Linked DNA regions of Danio rerio: region 2 is linked to region 1. The links are chromatin contacts, called in public Hi-C maps. All regions are on one chromosome and are shown on one strand. The core of a region is the stretch at or near the end of the contact, and the rest is flanking DNA. Distances in the headings are between cores, read along the strand shown. Region 1 holds the start of sp9 (sp9 transcription factor). Region 2 overlaps LOC141376051 (a long non-coding RNA gene).

The links. A called contact is a pair of places that touch in the nucleus more often than the background predicts.
Region 2: a Hi-C map of embryo shows a contact between it and region 1, with 4 times the contacts expected there. The contact joins the enhancer-like site here to the promoter of sp9 in region 1. A contact is called at or near these places in 6 of 18 Hi-C or Micro-C datasets (caudal fin, embryo, hematopoietic stem cells and 1 more) and 1 of 4 datasets of contacts at active chromatin or transcription factors (caudal fin).

The regions. Positions count from the first base shown.
Region 1 is chr9:2,605,603-2,611,282 of GRCz12tu, reverse strand. It overlaps sp9 (sp9 transcription factor), which reads left to right and starts at 4,010. Exons shown (of 1, transcript NM_212960.2): 1 at 4,010-5,680. The coding sequence starts at 4,552. It overlaps LOC103911600 (a long non-coding RNA gene), which reads right to left and starts at 3,805. Exons shown (of 3, transcript XR_662496.5): 1 at 3,652-3,805; 2 at 3,225-3,292.
Region 2 is chr9:2,881,847-2,886,749 of GRCz12tu, reverse strand. It overlaps LOC141376051 (a long non-coding RNA gene), which reads right to left. Exons shown (of 3, transcript XR_012385132.1): 2 at 4,769-4,827; 3 at 961-2,028. Among named protein-coding and RNA genes, the nearest start is that of cdca7a, 23 kb to the left of the region's middle. Within about 2 kb of position 1,794, at least 5 of the 62 cell types and tissues checked have an H3K27ac peak or open chromatin away from gene starts, as enhancers often do.

The DNA of each region.
Region 1 (5,680 bases), core at 2,761-5,260:
ATGCTATTTTGACGACCAAAACTGATCTAGCTAAAAAAAAATATTTTTGAATAATTTAATCACAAATGACAAATTTACACTGGGTTTTGTATGCTTACAGTGCATGTAAACTTACTTGATGTCAAAACGACATCAAATTGACATCTAATATTGAGGTCAGAAAATTGATAATAGATGTCAATTAGATGTCATTTTCATGCATTGTAGGCATACAAAATAAACAGTAAATGTATCGCTTGGAATTGAAACATTCAGATGAATGTAACTTATATTTGATACTTTTTGTGTCACTATTTTGATCAAAAGAGCATCAATGTGCGGACGTCAAATAGACGTCAAGGTTTTGACATCAAATCGATTTTCATTTTTGACGTGTTTTTGGATATCGTGTTGACATCAAGGCGGCCAGTTTATTATTAATCTTAAAATATAATAATAATATCAACAACAACCATAATAATAATATTAAAATCTATAAAATAAATATAATATTAAAAACAGCATATGATGGTATCCCACTGCTACAGACATTAACACAGAGGGTGGAAGAATCATGACATTCACATGCAAATTCGCAAGAAGTAGTCATGCGTTAATGTGCGCGGTGTCACCGTTGCTCTATTGTGACACGAGCCTCAGACACGCGGAGAATAGCAGATAACATTCACCGGCCACTTAAGAACAAACACGACAGCATTCGCCATGACCTGCGTGCTGCCTGTCAGAAAGATCCGGCCTCTTGTGTCTGACTGCGAGCGAAAAAAAACCCTAAATAATCAAATCATAATAAGATCACCATGTTTGAATACCGAAATGGCACAAAAGGCTGTAACCCTATAGTCATTTCTGTTTTTAAGATGAAATGCTCGTGGGTGATGAGAATGCAGGGAGAGAGAGAGAGAGGAAGTGAGAGAGAGAGAGAGAGATTGCGGGCCCCTAAAATGCACCTGACGCTGGACTCTGTTTACACCTTATAGATTGACAAGTAGTTTTGATTGGTTTAATTGCGCACTGTCAACAACTATATTCATAGCTGTCACGTAATAAAATGTGATCTTCAGGTGAGTTGCTTGTATAGCCGATTGTCGCTCACAGCGCGCGCACTTGTTACTGGCGATCCGTGAGCGTGAAATAAAAACAATGACAACAACATTTCGAGTATTTGAGTTATGAGGCTATTAAATGTGAATGCATTTAAATATTAAAATCGGATAAATTATATCTACCTGAAATAATTGAGGCAAAATAAATGTTTCTTGCTTGAGTGTGGAAACATAAAAGGAGCTTATCTTCGTGCGCTTTTGTTTTGCGCCACCACAAAACCCCGTGTCCTTTCAAACGGGTTTATTAGAAATAACACAGCTTGCACGTAGATTTATTCCTCATGCCACGCCAGTATTTGGTTAGGGAGCTCATTGAACATGCTCGAACCTGTCAACGGACATAACGAGCGTTTGTTTTATTGTCAAAATCACCAAGTGCGCAAACACGGTGCTGGTTTTACAGAGACATTTAATCACAAAACCAAGCGGGGCAAGGTGCCTGGAGATGTGACACTATATGCCAAAAAAAAAAAAGCAACTGAGATGTGAGTTAATATTTGTTTTGACTCTCTTTGAATTGTTAGAGGGAGGAAACCAGGCTGTTTGGGGTGATCAAGTGAAGGACCTGTAGTAGAGAGGGATTTAAAATGAGCCAGATTAGTTAATTATCCACAAATGCGCTTTTCCTCTTAAGGGTGGGGACAAATTAATCCCAGCGGCAACCGACAAAAAATTCTCCTCTGAAAAGCCCTCTCTTCGCGGATGCAGGGGTTTTTGGAGGAGCGGGCCAGACCCTTTTAATGAATAGGTCCGGATTAATCATTCATCTTGTGTTGTTTAAGGCCGTGATGGATGCATATCGTCACTCAGGCTCAAGACAATGGATGCACGGCGTTTTGTTCTTACCAAATAAATCACTCGCATTGTTTAAGGTACATTGATCAATCTAATGACTTGTAATAGGCTCCTAATTACGCAAGGAAAAGGTGCTCGCAAGCCGGACTGTGTGTGTGTGTGTGTGTGTGTGTTTATAACACAAATCTATTTTTAGATATTTAGATTAAAACAAGTTAAACATCTTCATGATATCTCGCAGTTTAATGCGTTTAAGCTAATTCAAAATATTTGGGTTTGTCGAAACAAAAACAAATCTGCTAAATAAATAAATGTAGATTCATTTTTAAAATGTTTTTTAGTGTCCCTCATAATAAAATAACTACATTTAGCCTTTTTAACATATGAATGCCGACAATCTATCTTCCATTGACAGAAACCAGTCAATGAGGATATAATAGGTCATATATTAATTGCGAAGAAATGCACATTAGTCGTTTGGTTCCAAGTGTGAATAGACATGCATGCGCGCGCGCATATACATAGCCATCTAAACATGTAACCTAAACCTCTACTGTGCCTCAGGCCAATTTGTTTATGCTGAACAGACGTTTAATAGTGTTAATTGTTCCTCCGTCAATTTGCGGTGATTGCGGAAATCAAGCGATTTTCGAGACTCCGCCGCTCGGATTTGAATAAATTGTTTTATATTCCCCAGCTCTCTCCATAGGAGGGAATTTAAAGCAAAGCGCTCCGGAGTAAATTGCATCCAGTCTGACTGGCAGCGTTCAAGCGCTATAATGGAGCATTATTTGGTCATTTTGAATACTGTAATGCACAGCGTTTCGGCGGGGCCATTCTCAAGAAAATTGCTTTAACTTTTAAAAGGAGGCGATTCACTCCAAAGCAGACCATTGTTACATTATGTCATTACCCTTAAATGTTTTAACAAGCAGCGCAAAACACTGCTATAATGCATTGATCTTTATATACAAAAGAGCAGTGCTGAGGGGGAAAACGTATCCTAATTATTAATGATTTGATCTGTGATTCTTCAGAATGTGGTTTTATATTTTTATTCCGAATAGTTCATATTATTATTTATTTATTGTCTAATTTAACGCTCTAACTTATTTATGCAACATAATAAAATATTGTTGTTTAATTTTAAAAGATTTGTTGGAGTCATGTGTTCGCGTGTGGTTCTGAAGGTATTTAAAGGAGCGCGCGCGCGCATTAACACCCCAAACTCTAACCTGCGCCCCCACATCCCTCCCTCTTCTTCCTCTCTCTCTCTCTCTCTCGCACACACACATACACAACACTTTCAGCAAAAGTCTAACACACCTGTTGTGAGAGCAGTGTTGTCACTCCGTCCTCTTCATCCAAGACCTTCTCTTGCATTTCAGCGTGCTCTAATTTGAAAGTTCGACATATTATAAATATTAAACAAACTTAAGGTATAAAAGGACTCAAATATTCTTTAAGAAAAAACAGATGAGTGCACTGACACTGTAATACTCATGACTTTGCATTCACACAAAACGTGAACGCGTCACATTATAACGTTAACGACTCTAACCTAAATGTAGGGTTTTGATGCGTACATTAAATAATATTATTAATGACTAATAATAACTACACAATAACAATAACGCGATCACGTAAGCTGTGCGCAGTGCACATCATAAAAATCCATTTTAAGCGCATCCGTCAACACACACGACACAGATATTTGAGGATACCATGCATAAAATCAAGATGAGACGCTTACCATCGGAGGATGTCTATTAAATACCAATAAGAGCTGAGCACTATAGTCTGTGCAGAAACTGCGCCTTGATGGCCATGAGTGTGTGTATATATATATAAAACGGTGAAAAATAGCTGATGGCTTATTGCTTGACAGTGGGATCAGTTCCCCAGTCATTGATTGACATGCAGCTTTAGTATTTCTGTCATGGTCGCGTCGCTTATTGGTTGGAGGCGCCTCGTCTCGCGCGCAGATTGGCTGAGCACTGCAGCCAGCTGTACTTCAAAGCACGCGCTCACTATACAACACGAGTAGAGAGAGTAAAGCTTCAGCGCACTGTCCCGCAGTCACACTGGAACACTGAGTCATTGTTCTTCAGCTAGCTGTCTAGGAAAGGCCCTGGATATGGCTACGTCTATACTTGGGGTAAGTGCGCAAATTCTGATATATTTTAATTCGACGTTTTTTATTATTATTATTCTTTTATCGTTGTTGTTGTTAGCATGTCACTATTGCTTGCTCGCATTCAAACCTCCAAGTAACTTTTAGATGCATTCCTTAAAACAAATGTTTTCCATTCAAGAAAACGCTCTTGTTTTTTATGAAGAAAAGGGAGTTTTTTTAGAATTATAAAAAAACTTCGATAAAATATGAATAATCTGTGAAATAACGTTAATTTGTACTGCAGAAAGGTCACTTCTTGGTTAAAAATACAATAATAACAAAGCACTAAAATTAAGTATGTGTTAGCAATTATTAAATGGCTACCATAATGAATATGTACAATTATTTTCTAAAGCTTTTTAGACAACTCTTTAATAAAAATGAATCTGCGCATTGAGCGCTTTATTCGATGTTTGGGTTTTATTTGGGGGAGTCATTGACACTTGTAAAACTATTTGATTCTCACACAAGCCAGCTATGTTTTATAGTCTAGTAAAGAGCACAAACTTTTCATCCACACAGGAAGAGCCGCGGTTTGGAACTACCCCTTTAGCGATGCTGGCTGCGACCTGCAACAAAATTGGCAACACCAGTCCCCTCACGACTCTCCCCGACTCCAGTGCGTTCTCCAAAGGCGGATTTCACCCCTGGAAAAGATCCTCGTCGAGCTGCAATTTGGGCTCCAGCCTGCCTGGATTCACAGTCGCCACAAGCCGAAGCACCTCCGGACTAACGACCACCACCGGCGCGGGCAACAGCGCGTTCTGCCTGGCCTCGACCTCTCCGACCTCCTCGGCTTTCTCCGCCGAATACAGCAGCTTGTTCTCCAACACAACCAGCGTTTCGTCGCAGGACTCGGGACAGTCTGCGTTCATTTCCAAAGTTCACTCTTCTGCAGACACTTTATACCCGCGCGTCGGCATGGCGCACCCGTACGAATCCTGGTACAAGTCCGGCTTTCACTCCACTATTTCGGGCGATGTGGCCAACGGGGCGTCCACGTGGTGGGACGTGCACACAAACCCGGGCTCGTGGCTCGAAGTGCAAAATCCAGCTGGCACTTTGCAAAGTTCGTTGCACTCCGGGACCCCCCAAGCCATCCACTCCCAGCTAAGCGGCTACAACCCGGACTTCTCCAGCCTCACGCACTCCGCGTTTAGCTCCACTGGCATCAGCCCCACCGCGTCTCACCTCCTGTCCACTAGTCAACACCTGTTGACACAGGAGGGGTTCAAAACTGTGATTCCCACATACACGGACGCGTCAGCCACGAATGCCATGATATCGGGCGCCAGCTCTGGCATCGGGACTTCATCCAGATCCTCCAGGAGATACTCCGGGCGGGCCACATGCGACTGCCCGAACTGCCAAGAGGCGGAGCGGCTTGGGCCTGCAGGCGCCAGCCTGCGGAGAAAAGGACTTCATAGCTGTCACATCCCGGGCTGCGGGAAAGTCTACGGGAAAACATCTCACCTCAAAGCGCACCTGAGGTGGCACACCGGTGAGAGGCCCTTTGTGTGCAACTGGCTTTTTTGCGGTAAAAGATTCACCAGATCCGACGAGCTCCAGAGGCACCTGCGCACCCACACCGGGGAGAAGAGGTTTG
Region 2 (4,903 bases), core at 545-3,044, 280 kb before region 1:
AATTAGTTTGTGAAACTTCACTTATTTGGTGCGTTAGACAATACAGATTGATTTAGAGCAGCTTCACGGTATTAAAATGAAAAATAACAGAATCAGTGATGCAAATCTTCACATGTGAGAGAAATCTATTACAGTGTCATTAGCAGCTTGAGTCATTTAAGTGTTGATTCAGTTCAGTTAAAGGTGCCAGAAAATCTTTTATATTCCAAAATCAGACAAGTATGTATGTAATTATTTTAGGCAGAGTAGTCTAAACAAATCCAATGTTTTAGATATACAGCTGAAGTCAGAATTATTCGCCCCCCTGTTTATTTTTTCCCTAATTTCTGTTTAATGGAGAGCAGATTTCTTCAACACATTTCTAAACATAATAGTTTAAACAACTCCTTTCTCATAACTGATTTATTTTATCTTTGCCATGATGACAGTAAATAATATTTGACTGGATATTCTTCAAAACACTTCTGCACAGCTTAAAGTGACATTTAAAGGCTTAACTAATTAGGTTAACTAGGCAGGTGTAGGCAAGTTATTGTATAACGATGGTTTGTTCTGTAGATTATCAAAAAAAAAAAAAAAATTGCTTAAAGGGGCTAACAATTTAGTCTTTAAAATGTTGTTTAAAGAATAAAAGCTGCTTTTATTCTAGCCGAAATAAAACAAATAAGACTTTCTCCAGAAGAAAAAAATATTATCAGACATACTGTGAAAATTTCCTTGCTCTGTTAAACATCATTTGGGAAATAAAAAGTAATAAAAAAACTCTAAGGGGTTAAAATAATTCTGACTTCAACTGTATACAGCTTACAGTGACATTAAAAGGCTTAACTAGGTTAATTAGGGTAACTAGGCAGGTTAGGGTAATTATGCAAGTTATTGTATAACGATGGTTTGTTCTGTAAACTATCAAAAAAAAATATAGCTTAAAGGGGCTAATAATTTGGCCTTAAAATGATTTTTAAAAAATTAAAAACTGCTTTTATTCTAGCCGAAATAAAACAAATAGGACTTTCTCCAGAAGAAAAAAATATTATCAGAAATACTGTGAAAATTTCCTGAATCCGTTAAACATCATTTGGGAAATATTTAAAAAAAAGAAAAGAAAATTCGAAGGGGGGCGAATAATACTGAATTTAACTTATATAAATAACAAAATGCACACAAATAACCTCTAAAGTTGTAAAATTCAGTTCTTTACACTGCATAATACTAATTCAAATGTTAGTTTTCATCTATATACAGTAAGAAATTTACAATATACCTTAATTGAACATGATCTTTACTTAATGTTCGATTTTTTGCATGAAATGAAAATCAGTAAATGGGACTCAAACAATGTATTTTTGGTTATTGAAAAAAAAAATACACCCGACCCATAATAAAATGCTTAAATATTTGAACTTAGAGACTATAAAGTCCAGCACAAGTTTTTATCAATTAAATATATTTTATATTTCTCCCAGTAAAATAGTTTTGCTTGTGTTAAACTTGTCTAAACTATTTTATGCTCTGTGTGATGTTTGACTTCTGTATCTGACTAAACCAGACGTCAGTGCTCAGAGAAACACTATAGATTCAAACCTACAGCGATGGAGATGGAAACATAATCAATTTATGTCAAAAAGTAGTGAACATTTGAAATAAAGAATTGTCCTCAGACAAGAATAGGTGTTGATCAATAGTTTTAGGGCAACTTTGATGAAATGTTGTTGCTTTCTTTCACGCATAACAGATTGTTTGCATACTCTACACAGTGTAAAGCATTCTGCAGTATAAGAGCACTACAGCATTCTGCTCTGGCGTCCCATCAGCAGGTCACAGCTCTGTGGACTGGCCTGCATGCTGATGGTCTGCAGTGTGTGTGTGTGTGTGTGTGTGTGAGGGCTGGAGGCGTTTTATGACAAGTCCCCATCAGCACTAGTCCAGCTCTGCGTGCTGATGCTAACAGCAGTTCATGTCACAGACGTTATCAGAGAGAGAGACGCAAGACTGCAGTGGCTCCATCTCACAGGAAATTGCCAACTCACCCTAACAAAAGAAAGCACAAGTGCACTCACAGTGCAGTCCTCAGAGCAAGCCAGATAAGATGACATTATAAATAGTGAATTTCTAGAGAACGGACAGACTGGGGGAGTCCAACTTCTCAATTTCTCTCTACTGTGACATTAAGGCTGTTTGAAGACATTGAAAAGCAATTTGAAAAAGTGCCTGTCGTCTAGAATAATATCACAGTGTACTGTATGTATGTGTAGAAATGTATAAGATTTAAAAGTCTAGTTGGTGCATGTTCTCATGCGCAGCCACGATATAAATGCAGAAATTCTTATAAGGAGCATTCAGCTCAATCAAAGAGTGCTTCAATATTATAATATTTCCAACTAAAACTTATAGCTGCAAGGTGTGTGAAGTGATCAATCATTAAAAATTAGTATTAGACTAATACTCGAACTCTCAAACACAATTCTTGGAGGGCCGCAGCTCTGCACAGCTTTGGTCCAACCCTAATCAAACACAGCTGATCCAACTGGTGTTCAAGAGTACTAGAGAGTATTTAGCAGGTGTGAGTTGGAGACTATGCAGAGCTGTGGCCCTCCAGGAACTGAGTTTGAGACCACTGGACTATAGTAATAGTATAGTCTTTGGCTGTTTCTCAATATGCGTTCTTCATTGGTCTTGCGTCTTCGTGTAACGTCATCATCAGCTGCCAAAGTTCAGTTCCAACACTCAAGACTGCAAGAACGGAGGACGAGTAAAACTTCGCGGATGTGTTCTTGATATCGAGGACGCACCGATGCACAATTAAACACTGATCTCGCTCTGGAAGTCCCAGAAGTCATTGCGACCGGAGGTGGAAAGCGCAGCATTTTATTTAGATTCATTATTTATCTATCTCAGGAGTTTCCCTTAATGAAACGGTGAATATAAACATCACCATGAAAATCTTAATATAGGAATAAACGCATTAAGGGTGTTTATTTGCTGAATTTCGAATTGAAATCTGTTTTATTTATACTGTGCAACGTATATTTATAATGTTTTTATGCAGAGTATATATTTTGAAGTGGGGAAAAACAATAAAGTGTGTATGAAGGCTGTAATGTTTGAATAATTTTATATTAATAAACACGTCAAGGTCATGTGACCATCAGGAAGAACGCAGCATCTCATTTCTCACAGGACGCGTTCTCTGTTCTCGTGGTCTCCCGAGTTCGTTCTTCCGAGGACACCTGGCAAGACCGGTCTCCACAAGAACGCAAGTCCGTTCTCTGCGTTCTTGGAATTGAGAAACAGCCTTTTTGAAGCATCCCAACGTGCAACTTGATAACAAAACATCAACATCAAAATGACATCAAGCATCACATAACAAAAATATGATAAAATGCTAATCAGTTTGATGTCCAAACTTTCACGTTCATTCAACATCCACACCTTGATGCCCAGCAAGATTATCACACAATGGCCCAGTTTCACAAACAAGGCTTAGATTAAGCCAAGACTAAGGCTTAGTTAAATTAGGCTAATTAAGCCACATTTATAAAAATAACCTTAGAAAAATATATTACTGGTGTGCACCTGGACACAAAAAAGACACTGACATATTTTAAGACATCTCACTGCAAGTTATGTTGAGTTGAGACAGCTGAAACATGCAATTTAATCTCGACTAGCCTTAAACCTCGTTTGTGAAACCGGCGAAAGGAGTATTACAATATAAGAAAAGTTTATTCACCTGAATGTTTCAATTTCAGATGACAGATTTACACTGGATTTTGCGTCGAAACTATCAATGTTAAACATGATGCCAAAACGACATATTATTGATAGTCTTGTTATCGATTTTTGAGGTGTTTATTTGATGCTAATGTATGTCAACTTAATGTCGATATCAACCAACATCAATTAATTAGCATTTGTGGCGTGTTTTTGATATTTTTTTGACCTCAAGTTGGTCACTGGGACAAAATAAAGCGTATTATAATGTATAGTACAACACTTTAATGCTACAGCATCCTAATGTAGCCTAGTATTAGCTGATAAACTTATAATTACATTCCCTCATGAACGAAAACTGATTTATAGCTGCTATGCTATATTTTTATAGCATTTTTTAGCATAGTCTTTTTGGACCATCCACCTTGAGGTTAAAACACCAACATCAAATGGAAATCAAGCATGACGTCAAAAAACGTCAAACAATTGACGTTCATTCGACATCCACACATTGATGCCATTTTGACTAGCAAGATAATGACACAAAGATTATTGCAATATTAGAAAAGCTTTACTCACCTGAAAGATTCAATTACAGATGACAGATTTACACTGGATTTTGCGTCGATAAAATCGATGTAAACTTGTTGCCAAAACGACATCCTATTGACAGTCCTGTAATCGATTTTTGAGGTGTTTATTTGACGCCAATTCATGTCAACTTGATGTCGTTTTCAACTGACATCAAATTGATTAGCATTTTTAGCGTGTTTTTGATATCATTTTGAGATCAAGTTGGTCACTGTGGGATACTAAATTAAATGTACAGTACAACACTTTAATGCTACAGCATCCTAATGTAGCCTATTATTAGTTGATAAACTAATAATTACATTCTCTCATCAACAAATACTGATTCATAGCTACTATGCTATCTTTTTATTGCATTTTTATAGCATAGCCTTTTTGAACAAACGGGCACCTTGAGGTCAAAACATCAACATTAAAAGGAAATGAAGCATGATGTAAAAAAAAAAAAAAGTTAAACAATACAAACCGTTTTGATGTCAAAAACCTGACGTCTATTCAACATCCACACGTTGAATCCATTTTGACCTGCAAGATGACACAAAGCATGATACAATATAGGAACGACATCGTATTGACAGATTTTTGAGGTGTTTATTTAACA